2 separate regions of the Pan troglodytes genome follow, and region 1 is linked to region 2. A link is a contact called in public capture Hi-C data. All regions are on one chromosome and are shown on one strand. Each heading gives the region's core, a stretch centred on a gene start, on an enhancer-like site or on the middle of the called end of the contact. The rest is flanking DNA. Distances are from core to core; before and after follow the strand shown.

Region 1 (4,937 bases), core at 2,293-4,792, 650 kb after region 2:
CATGGGCTTCTAGCTTCCAAGACTTAGGGAAAGAAATGTCTGTTGTTTAAGCCACTCAGTCTGTGGCACTATGATATGGCAGCCCTGGCAAACTAATACAACTATTGGACCCACTTTCCAGATGAGAAACAAAGCTCTGAGGGTTAGTGCCTCCCCAGGCTCCACAGCTGGCAAGCCATGGAGTCGGCCTGGAACCTTCCTACCTCTCAGGGGTGGCCTCATGTCCTAAACCTGAATGTAGCCACAGTCTATCAGAAATGACCCCTCCAAACCCCCAGGCTGCTACCAGAGCAGACATTACTAATTCATCCCAGAGCACTCTCACTCAGCCCAGATGTGGCCTCAGTCTCTCTAATCGATTCCCATGCAGATGTGGCCTCAGTCTCTCTAATCAAGGTTCCCATGGATGGGCCAGCAATGGCCAGAGGGACACTTTTCTGGGCACAGCTCAGTGGAGCCTTCCTAAGGCTGCCTTATTTGGGTCACTCTTTTTTTGGGGGGGGTGTGCATTCTGAGGCTCTACGGGGGTCATTATGGTGCAAAGATTACCCCAGATGGCACCTGTGGTTAACTCACTAGCACAACTGTTACATGGGGTCTATAAGATAGTAAGTCAGGACTCTGCATAGAGAGTCATCCTGGCTCACATGACCCCCAGGGTAGGGCTGGGCCACAAAGGGGAAAATTACTGATAAATATTATATTCAAAAAAACCCTCCTCCCCTACACAATGCTAAGCCATTGAAAGTTTATCAAAACCACAGCCTTGGAGTCAAGTGATTCTCATGCCTCAGCCTCCCGGGTAGCTGAGACTGCAGGTGCATGCCACCACACCAGGCTAATTTTTGTATGTTTTTTAGTAGAGACAGAGTTTTCACCACGTTGGCCAGGCTGGTCTTGAACTCCTGAGCTCAAACAATCCGCCCTCCTTGGCCTCCCAAAGTCCTGGAATCGCAGGCGTGAGCCACTGTGCCTGGCTTTTTTTTTTTTTTTTTTTTTAAGCTCCCTGGTAATTTTCTCAGAGGCTGAGAACCCCTGATATAAACTTCACCGGAATCTGGGGCTGCAGAGGGGTTCCTGGGTTGGAGGGCTGCCATAGCTTCTTCTCCGTTTCTTGATGGGGCAAGCCTCCTCCTACAACAGGACCTTTGTGCAGGCTGGTCCTTCCACCTCCACAGTTTGCAGGCTCCCAATCCTCCCTTAGGCCTCAGCTTTAATACCTCCTCCTTCAGGCTGTCATTCCCTGATTACCTGCCTCCCTCCCTCTTCCCTCTCACTGTTCCCTCTTCATTCCCTTCCAATCTCTTGTAATGCTTCCTAAGTTTGCATTCCGGGGCATTTTTTGTTTGTTTGTTTACTGTATTTCTCCCCACTAAACAGTGAGCTCATGTGATCCATGACTATCTCTATGCCCTTCACCATTGGACCCCCAGGGCTGAGCACAGGGCTTAGCACATACTAGGTGCTCATTAAATATATAGTGAAATAATTTAATGGCAAAAACATGCATTCTCCTTCCTCTCTGAGCCTCACTGTGTTGTGAGGATTAAATGAGTTAATTGCTGTAAAGTGCTTAGAAAGTTCCACCTCGTGTTAATTAAATGAGCTGGCACTGAGCAAATGCCGAGCACATGGCCTGACCCATAGAACATTTTCATTGCTGGTGAATAATTACCATTATTATTATCACTGTCATTGTCATTGTTGGTATTATTTATCCTCTATTCAGCGCAGAGTAGGCACTTAATAAAACTGTGAACTACCGAAGTGATGTAGCCTTGGACCAGCCACAGGGATGGAGGATGTGGCTGCTGGAGGAAGCCTCCAGGCCAGTCTGATGTGGTGAGGATAGCATGGCTCAGAGAGGGGAATGCACTGCCCCAACGTCACCCAGCAAGTCTAAGCGAGATCCAGCCCCAGAAATCTAGGCTTTCCTCTCTACTCATGGCCGCATGCCCTTGGGCATAGCTCTTCCCCTCTGGGCCCTTGTTATATCTGTGTAATGGGCCTGGGGTTGCAGCAGGGATAGGGAGGTTAGACACAGGTCGGACCCCAGCCCCAGCCCCCAAGTTTGCCCTATGGTGACATGGGTGGCCACTTGGTGGCACTGTGGAGTCACCACCGACTGGCGGCCACCCGAGGAGCCCCAGTCCAGTGCAGCTTGGCCAGGAGACCTCAGAGGGTGCTCTGGGCTGACCTCCTTCCAGGTGGGGAAACTGAGGCCCAGAAAGGGGCAGCCATGCCTTTACCAAAGTCATGCAGCTAGTCTAAGAAGACTTTAAAAGGTAGTTTATTGAACACCTACTATGTGCCAAGTTTGCAACTGTATCATCCAGTTTCCACAACAACCCAAAGGCAGGAGATAGTCTTTCCATATTCCAGATGAGGAAACTGAGGCACCAAGAGCTTAAGTGGAAATATGGGAGCAATGACAATCATGACAGTAGTGGTTAATATTGAGTAAGTGCAACACATGTAAACAATGGCAATGAGTCAGGCCAGTCCCACAACAAATCCAAGACTTGGACACCAGTACTGACCCATTTTACAGAGATGGAAACTGAGGCTCAGAAAGATGAAACCATTTGCAGAGATCACACAGCCAGGAAGTATCTGCTGCCAGGACATGTCCCTGCCCAGAGGGAACCAGGCCTAATTCCTATCTACTCTCTCCCCCGCATTCCAGCCTCAGCCTCAGGCAAGCTTGGGCCAGCATAGCCAGACCTAGGCCTCCAGGGATCAGGGAAGGCTCAGCCTCTTCTCAAAACCCACAGCCTGTCTAGACCAGGCTCCTTCCTGTGGGCTGCCATCGGAGGTCTGGGTGACCACTGGAATTTGGGGGCATGAAGGCGTCCCTGCATCTCCCCACATCGCCCAATAGCCCCTGCTCCAGATGTGAGCAAGGGTTGCTGCTGTGAGTCCTGGGATGGTCTCCAGGTCTCTTAAGGAAGAAGAAGCAGAGGAGAGGCGAGGAGGGAGACGTGGGGTGGGGGATACAGAGCAAAAGTGACAGAGAGATCATGAAATAGACGGAGACGCAGCGTAGAGACAATGACAGGAAGAGAACAAGAGAGAGAGCCAGAAAAACAAATTAAATCAAAACCGAACAAAACAGAGAGGGAGCGACAGAGCCAGAAAGAAGGGAGTGAAGAGAGGTGCATATTGAGATGGAGACAGACAGACAGATGACGGGGATACAGACTGAGAGAGAGACAGAGACTGGGAGCCAGGAAATCGCAGAGACAGACAGGGACAAAGCGGCGGGGTGCCACAGAGACAGGGAGAGATGCGAGGAGGGGCAGAAGATGGAGACCTGGGGTGAGACAAGGACCAAGGGGCACGAGAGCAAATTCTGGGGTAGCAGACCAGGAGGTCAGGCAGAGACTCAGCAGAGAAGGAAAGGCCGGAGGAGGCTGAGAAGAGAAAAAATGATCAGAGAGAGAGAAGCAAAGAGGAAGGTGACAACATACAGAGGGCAGAGGAAGGGGAATAGAGGAGGGAGGAAGACCAGACAGTCAGAGGGTGGAGGCCAGGGCACGACGAGGGTAGCGGCGGGATCAGGGGTCCTCCCACCCCGTGGACCCTGACCTGGCCCCTGTCCACTGGGCAGCCAGGGTCTTCCACCCACCACCTGCCTCCATACCCCAGAGCTTTTCCCTCCCAGCAGGGGCCTGGCCAGGGTCCTGGAGGGCAAAGGTCAGGCGGGTGGACTCGCCGGAGCCCCCAGGAAGGCATCTTTCATTTCCGCCTGCTCAGCAGGCTCCAAGCACATCGTTTGCATAAAACAATATTCCTGTGGGGGATGCTAATGCGCCCTGCTATTTTTGCCTCTCCTGGATTGTGGTTTGCATACATTTGCATACCCTGGGAGAATTAAGCAGGAATCATGTAAATGAGCCCACCAGCTTGGAGGCGAAGGGGGACCTGGGCTCCCTGCCTCCCGACAGGCTGTGCTGGCCACATCCTTCCCCTGGGGTCACCCTGGCAGGACAGGTTAACATGGAAGGATCAGCTACATGTCTCTCCCAACCTAAGACTGCTGTCCACTCCAGGTTTGGGGTAGCCAGAGGCAGTTTTCAAAAACCCAGATCTGAGCCTGTCACATCCTTCTTTAAACTTTCCATGGCTTTTGGAATCCTAGGATGGAGGCCAAACTCTCCCTCTCCCCCATAGCCACAAAGACCAACCCCTACCAGCCCCTCTAACCCACACTCTCTTCCTCCCCAGCCTCCACCCACAATGGAACTTCCTCCCCTCAGGGCTCCCCCTCACCACACTTCTGCAAACCACAGGGCCTTTGTACATGCTGTCCCCACTGGCTGCAATGTTTTTCCTTCTTTCTCTTCACTTCCTTACAGCTAACTCATCCTTCAGACTCCAGGCCAAGTACCATTTCCACAGGGACCCCCTTCCTGTCATCTCTGACCTTATCCCTCCATGAAATACCCTGTTAGGTAGCTGGAATTATTATCAATGCAATAACTTCCTTTGTGCCTGACTCCTCCATGAGACTGTGAGAGCCACTGCCCCCGACACAATACCTAGCGGTGCTGCCAGGTGTTCCTGGCCTTAGTTTAGGTTCCCAATTAATATTTGTTACATGAAGGTGGCAGACCCGCAAATTTAGCCTCGAACCTGGAGTCCTCAGGAGCCCAGCCCCCAACTCCAGTGGTACACAAGAAGTTTTTAAAAATATATTAATTGAGAACCTACAGCGTGCCAAGCACTGGGTAAAGTATTTGACATATACTGTCTTGGGGACGCCTCTACATCTCTACAAGGGAGGTGTGGAAATTGTGTGCATGTTACAGAAAGTAGGGGCTCTGGGAAGGAAGGCCACCAGGTTCAGGTCACACAGCATGCCTGTGGCAGAGCTAGCAGTCCACCCCAGATCTGTGTGCCCTAGAGGCCTTAGCCCGATCGCTGCACATTTTCCC
Region 2 (4,935 bases), core at 865-3,364:
AAAATATTTAAAGTATTTGGCACGACGTCATATGTTCTCACTCATAAGTGGGAGCTAAGCTATGAGGATGCCGAAGCATAAGGATGACACAATGGAGTTTGGAGACTCAGCGGGAAGGGGTGGGAGGGAGGTGAGGGATAAAAGACTACAAATTGGGCCGGGTGCAGTGGCTCATGCCTGTAATCCCAGCACTTTGGGAGGCCGAGGCAGGTGGATCACGAGGTCAAGAGATTGAGACCATCTGGCTAAGATGGTGAAACCCCGTCTCTACTAAACATACAAAAATTAGCTGGGGGTGGTGGTGCACACCTGCAGTCCCAGGTACTCGGGAGGCTGAGGCAGGAGAATCACTTGAACCCAGGAGGCGGATGTTGTAGTGAGCTGAGATGGTGCCACTGCACTCCAGCCTGGCGACAGTGAGACTCTGTCTCAAAAAAAAAAAAAAAAAAAAAGACTACAAATTGGGTGCAGTGTATACTGCTTGGGTGATGGGTGCATCAAAAGCTCACAGCTCACCACTAAAGAACTTACTCATGTTACCAAACACCACCTGTTCCCCAATAACCTATGGAAATAAAAAGTTTTAAATAATTAAATGTTTGGCACAGTGCATTAGACACAGAGCTCAGTCAGGTTAGCAGTTTGCATTAAACTAAACCAATTTTGTTAGGTGCCTACTAGATGCCAGGGCTATAGCAGGGGAACAGGGCAGAGCCCACCCTCATGGTCTTACCTTCTGGCTTTGCCACACCACATGATATAAGGTATTCTTCTCTGAGCCTTGAGCCATGTCTACATTCACCCATTCCACAAATGTTAGTTGAATGTCTCGTATGTGCCAGGCAGGCCAGGTAAGGAGGACTAATACGCTGCCTCTCCCTGCAGGTAGAAGACAGGTAGAGGCAGGGGTCTGAGATGGAATAGATGAGAGCTCCAAGGAAATGTGTGTTGGGATTACGATTTGGGAAGAAGAGCGTCAGAGAGAACCTTCAGGAGTCATTAGAGAGGGGAGGGTCATCCAGGAGCAGGACACAGAGCATACAAAGGCCTGGAGTCACATTAAACTTAGTGGCTGTTGGACTCCTTTTCTTTCCTAAACTCTGCAAATAGGGTGTGATCAGGGACATGGCAACTTTAACCCTGACCGGCTTTATATTCACTACCTATATCCTCTCACTTAATCTGCACAACAGTCCTGTAGTTATTGTTGTAAACGTGTAGGGATAGAGTCTTGCTTCTCTTATTTTACAGAAGCAGAGAGGTGGAATGCTGTGTCCAAAGGCACCCAGTTATCGGGTTGCCAGGTTTGCAAACACAAGCGCAAAAACACAGCATTCCCAGTTAAAAGTGAATTTCAGATGAATAACGAGTGATTTTTTTAAAAAAGATACATCTATCCCCTAGAGATCTTTGATATACTAAAAAATTATTTGCTACCCAGTTTTTGGTAACCTCACCCCATTTCGTTTCGTTTCCTTCCTTTCTTTCTTTTTTTCTTTAAGATGAAGTCTGGCTGTGTTACCCAGGCTAGAGTGCAGTGGCATAATCTCGGCTCACTGGAACCTCCGCCTCCCGGGTTCAAGCGATTCTCCTGTCTCAGCCTCCCAAGTAGCTGGGATTGCAGGCGCCCGCCACCAAGCCCAGCTAATTTTTGTATTTTAGTAGAGATGAGATTTCACCATGCTGGCCAGGCTGGTCTCGAACTCCTGACCTCAGGTGTGATTCGTCCTCCTTGGCCTCCCAAATTGTTGAGATTACAAGGCGCGAGCCACCGCGCCTGGCCCTCACCCCGTTTCTGAACCTCATTTAGCCTGTTTTTTTTTTTCCTTGAAAATAAAGGTGGTTGTAATTATGATCTGGATTTCTTGAGGGCCTACGACGCACCAGGCTCTGTGCTAAGTGTTCTACACAGAGTATCTTGAGCTTCCCACTAAAGGCAAGTCGCGGGGGGCCCACCTGCGCCCTCTGTGCCCGCCTGGTAGCCCGCAGTTCTGTAAACAGCCACGAGGTGTCGCCCTCGGCCCGTGGTACCCTGGCGGCGGGGGCGGCCGGGCGCGCGCGGCCCATTCATCACCGCGCGGCCGCGGCGCCCAGACAATGTGGGGAGCGGCCCTGGCCCGCGCCCGCGCGGCTGTCTGTACAAAGGATGCGCTGTTAACACGTGTACGGTAATGGGCTCCCTCACGGCCTCCTCCCCGGCCACCCGCTCCCAGCCTGACGGATGGCCCGAGCCATCCATCTACATCATGTCATGGGCGGTGAGCCTCCTCCTCCGTCCAGTCCGTCTGGCCGTCCAGGACCAGCCATGGCCTTGGCCGTGCGCCCTACTTGGGTAACCCCCATTCCCTTCCCCTCTGCGGAAGGAACCTCGTGCGGAGTGAGGCCTACTACGTGCTGGGCCCCAGCTGTGCTGTCTCCTTGATTTTCACGCAAGGCGATGTGGCTTATTAGCCCATCCTGCAGAGGAGGAAACTGAGACTTGGAGCTGGGAAACCTTTATTCTGAGAACACACAGCTCTGGGGTTTGATAGAGTTGGAATTTTTTTTTCTTACAGCTTTGTTGAGACTAGACTTCTCATACCATAGAATTCACACATGTAAAGTATACATTTCAATTTTTTTTTTGTATGTTCACATAGTTCTGCAACCATCACCACAATTCAGTTTTACAGCATTTTAGTAAATTCTCCCAAAGAAATCTATCTGTTAGCAATCCCTCCAGCCCTTGTCAATCATTAATCTACTCTCTATCTGTGTAGATTCTCGACATTTCATACAAACGAAATCATGTAACATGTGGCCTTCTGCGCCTGGCCTATTTCACTTAGTATAAGTTCAAGGTTCACCCATGTTGCAATGTGCATTAGTACTTCATTCCTTTTTATTGCAGAATAATATTCCATTGTATGGATATACCACATTTTATTGATTCATTTGCTCATTGTTTCCACTTTTTGGCTACTATGAATAATGCTGTGAAAAGGTTTTATGTGGATAGATATTTTCAATTTCCTTGCAGTGAAATTGCCAGATCGTATGGTAACATGGTATTTAACTGCTCAAATATCTGCCAGACTGTTTTCAGAGTGGCTGTACCATTTTACATTCCCACCAGCAGTGTATGAGGATTTGGGTTTCTCTGCATGCTTGCCAACATTTGCTACTATCTGCCTTTTTGATTCTAGCCACCCTAGGGGGTAGGAAGTGTATCTCATCGTGGTTTCGAGTTGCACTTCCCTGATGACCAAGGATGTCAGACATCTTTTAATTTGCTTACTGGCCATTCGTACATCTTCTTTGGAGAGAAATACTTATTCATATCCTTTGCTCATTTTTTAAAAAATGGGTTGATTGGCCAGGCACAGTGGCTCACGCCTGTAATCCCAGCACTTTGGGAGGCCAAGGTGGGCGGATCACCTGAGGTCAGGAGTTCAAGACCAGCCTAGGCAACACGGTGAAACCCCATCTCTACTAAAAATACAAAAATTAGCTGGGAACGGTGGGACATGCCTGTAATCCTAGCTACTTGGGAGGCTGAGGCAGGAGAATCACATGAGCCCTGGAGGTGGAGGTTGCAGTAAGCCAGGATTGCGCCATTGCACTCCAGCCTGGGCGACAGAGTGAGATTCCGTATCAAGAAAAAAAAGTTGGGTTGTCTTTTGATTGTTGAATTGTAAGCATTCTTTATATATTCTGGATACAAATCCGTTATCTGATATAAGAATTGGGAATATTTTCTCCCGTTCTATGGAGGGTCTTTTTACTATATGGTTTTGTTTGCAGCACAAAAGTTTTAAGTTTTGGTGGAAGTCCAACGCACCCGTGTTTCTCTTTTGGTGCTTGTGTTGCTGGTGTTGTCTTTCAGAACTAAGCTCTGTGGGACTCTAAAATTGGTCCTCTTTTTACTCCACTGAAGTGACAGGTATTTGCTCCCCCATAGGGATTGTGGAAGGAGCTGGTCAGGACTTGGTGGTTGTCTCAGGCTGGTCGGGCATGGAGCTGTGGGGAAGAACAATGACCCTGGAATAAACAATCTGGGTTCCAATCCTGGTTGGGCTATTGCTTTCCTTGGTTCACTGCCACTGAGACTCAGTTTTTTCATCTGTACAATGGAGATAATCGCACCTACCCTTGAGGTGGCTGTGAGATTAAACGAGGGGGTCCGAACACATGGCAGATGCTTGATAAACACAGCTGTGATGACAAAGGCCTGTGAGGTCCCTGAGAAGAGGCCCCAGCTCTCCGCTCTCCCCAGCATGGTGTGAGGCTCTGAACCCAGAACTTACAGTTGTGTTCCTACCCTTGGGATGCAGGTATTGGGATGCGTGGCTAGGAGTCCCTGAGACTCCCTGTGCAAATGAACTTTTTTTCAAGTGTCTTAACTCAAAGCACAGTTTTTCTTTGTCCTGCTGAAAACTGCAAGGGCCTCAGAGTGAAGCAGAAGGGATCACTGGGCTTTCAGGCAGAGGGAGGCAGTGACTCAGGTGGACCCATCGTCTCTGCTGGGTCTCTCCTGGCTCCCACAGCCACTTTATCTGATGTGGATTCTGTGAGGGGGTTCAGAGATGAGTGAAGATCCCAGCTAGGAAAAGGCACCTGGAAAGGAGGTGTTATCACCTTCCTTGGTACTGGTGACGCAACTGAGGCTCAGACAGGTGAAGCCACTTGACCAAGGCCATACACCTCCCCCTTGAAAAGCAATGCAAAAAAGAGCTCCTGGCCTCTGGGCCTGAGGATCTTCAGGCATCATTCTGGGACATGCTGGGGAAAGTGGGTCTTCTCCCCATTGCGATCAGGGCCTCAGGAAAGTCCCTGTCTGCAGTGCACCTGCTCTGCCCCTCGGTGGGGCAGGGGGCTTTGGAGCCATGCAGGCCTGGGCTGAAATCTGGCTACCCACCACTTACTCTCTGAACTTCAGTCTCTTCATCTTTCCAG

Evidence for each region. Capture Hi-C pulls out chosen DNA fragments and counts their contacts.
Region 1: a contact with region 2 is called in a capture Hi-C map of stem cell-derived neural stem cells, with 4 times the contacts expected there. The contact joins two enhancer-like sites. A contact is called at or near these places in 1 of 7 Hi-C or Micro-C datasets (stem cell-derived neural progenitor cells) and 1 of 1 other capture datasets (stem cell-derived neural stem cells).

The regions. Positions count from the first base shown.
Region 1 is chr23:29,563,104-29,568,040 of NHGRI_mPanTro3-v2.0_pri, forward strand. No RefSeq gene overlaps it. Among named protein-coding and RNA genes, the nearest start is that of MN1, 400 kb to the right of the region's middle. Within about 2 kb of position 3,543, at least 5 of the 24 cell types and tissues checked have an H3K27ac peak or open chromatin away from gene starts, as enhancers often do. A contact at or near this core is called in stem cell-derived neural stem cells, where this site is marked.
Region 2 is chr23:28,918,692-28,923,626 of NHGRI_mPanTro3-v2.0_pri, forward strand. No RefSeq gene overlaps it. Among named protein-coding and RNA genes, the nearest start is that of CRYBB1, 140 kb to the left of the region's middle. Within about 2 kb of position 2,115, at least 11 of the 24 cell types and tissues checked have an H3K27ac peak or open chromatin away from gene starts, as enhancers often do. A contact at or near this core is called in stem cell-derived neural stem cells, where this site is marked.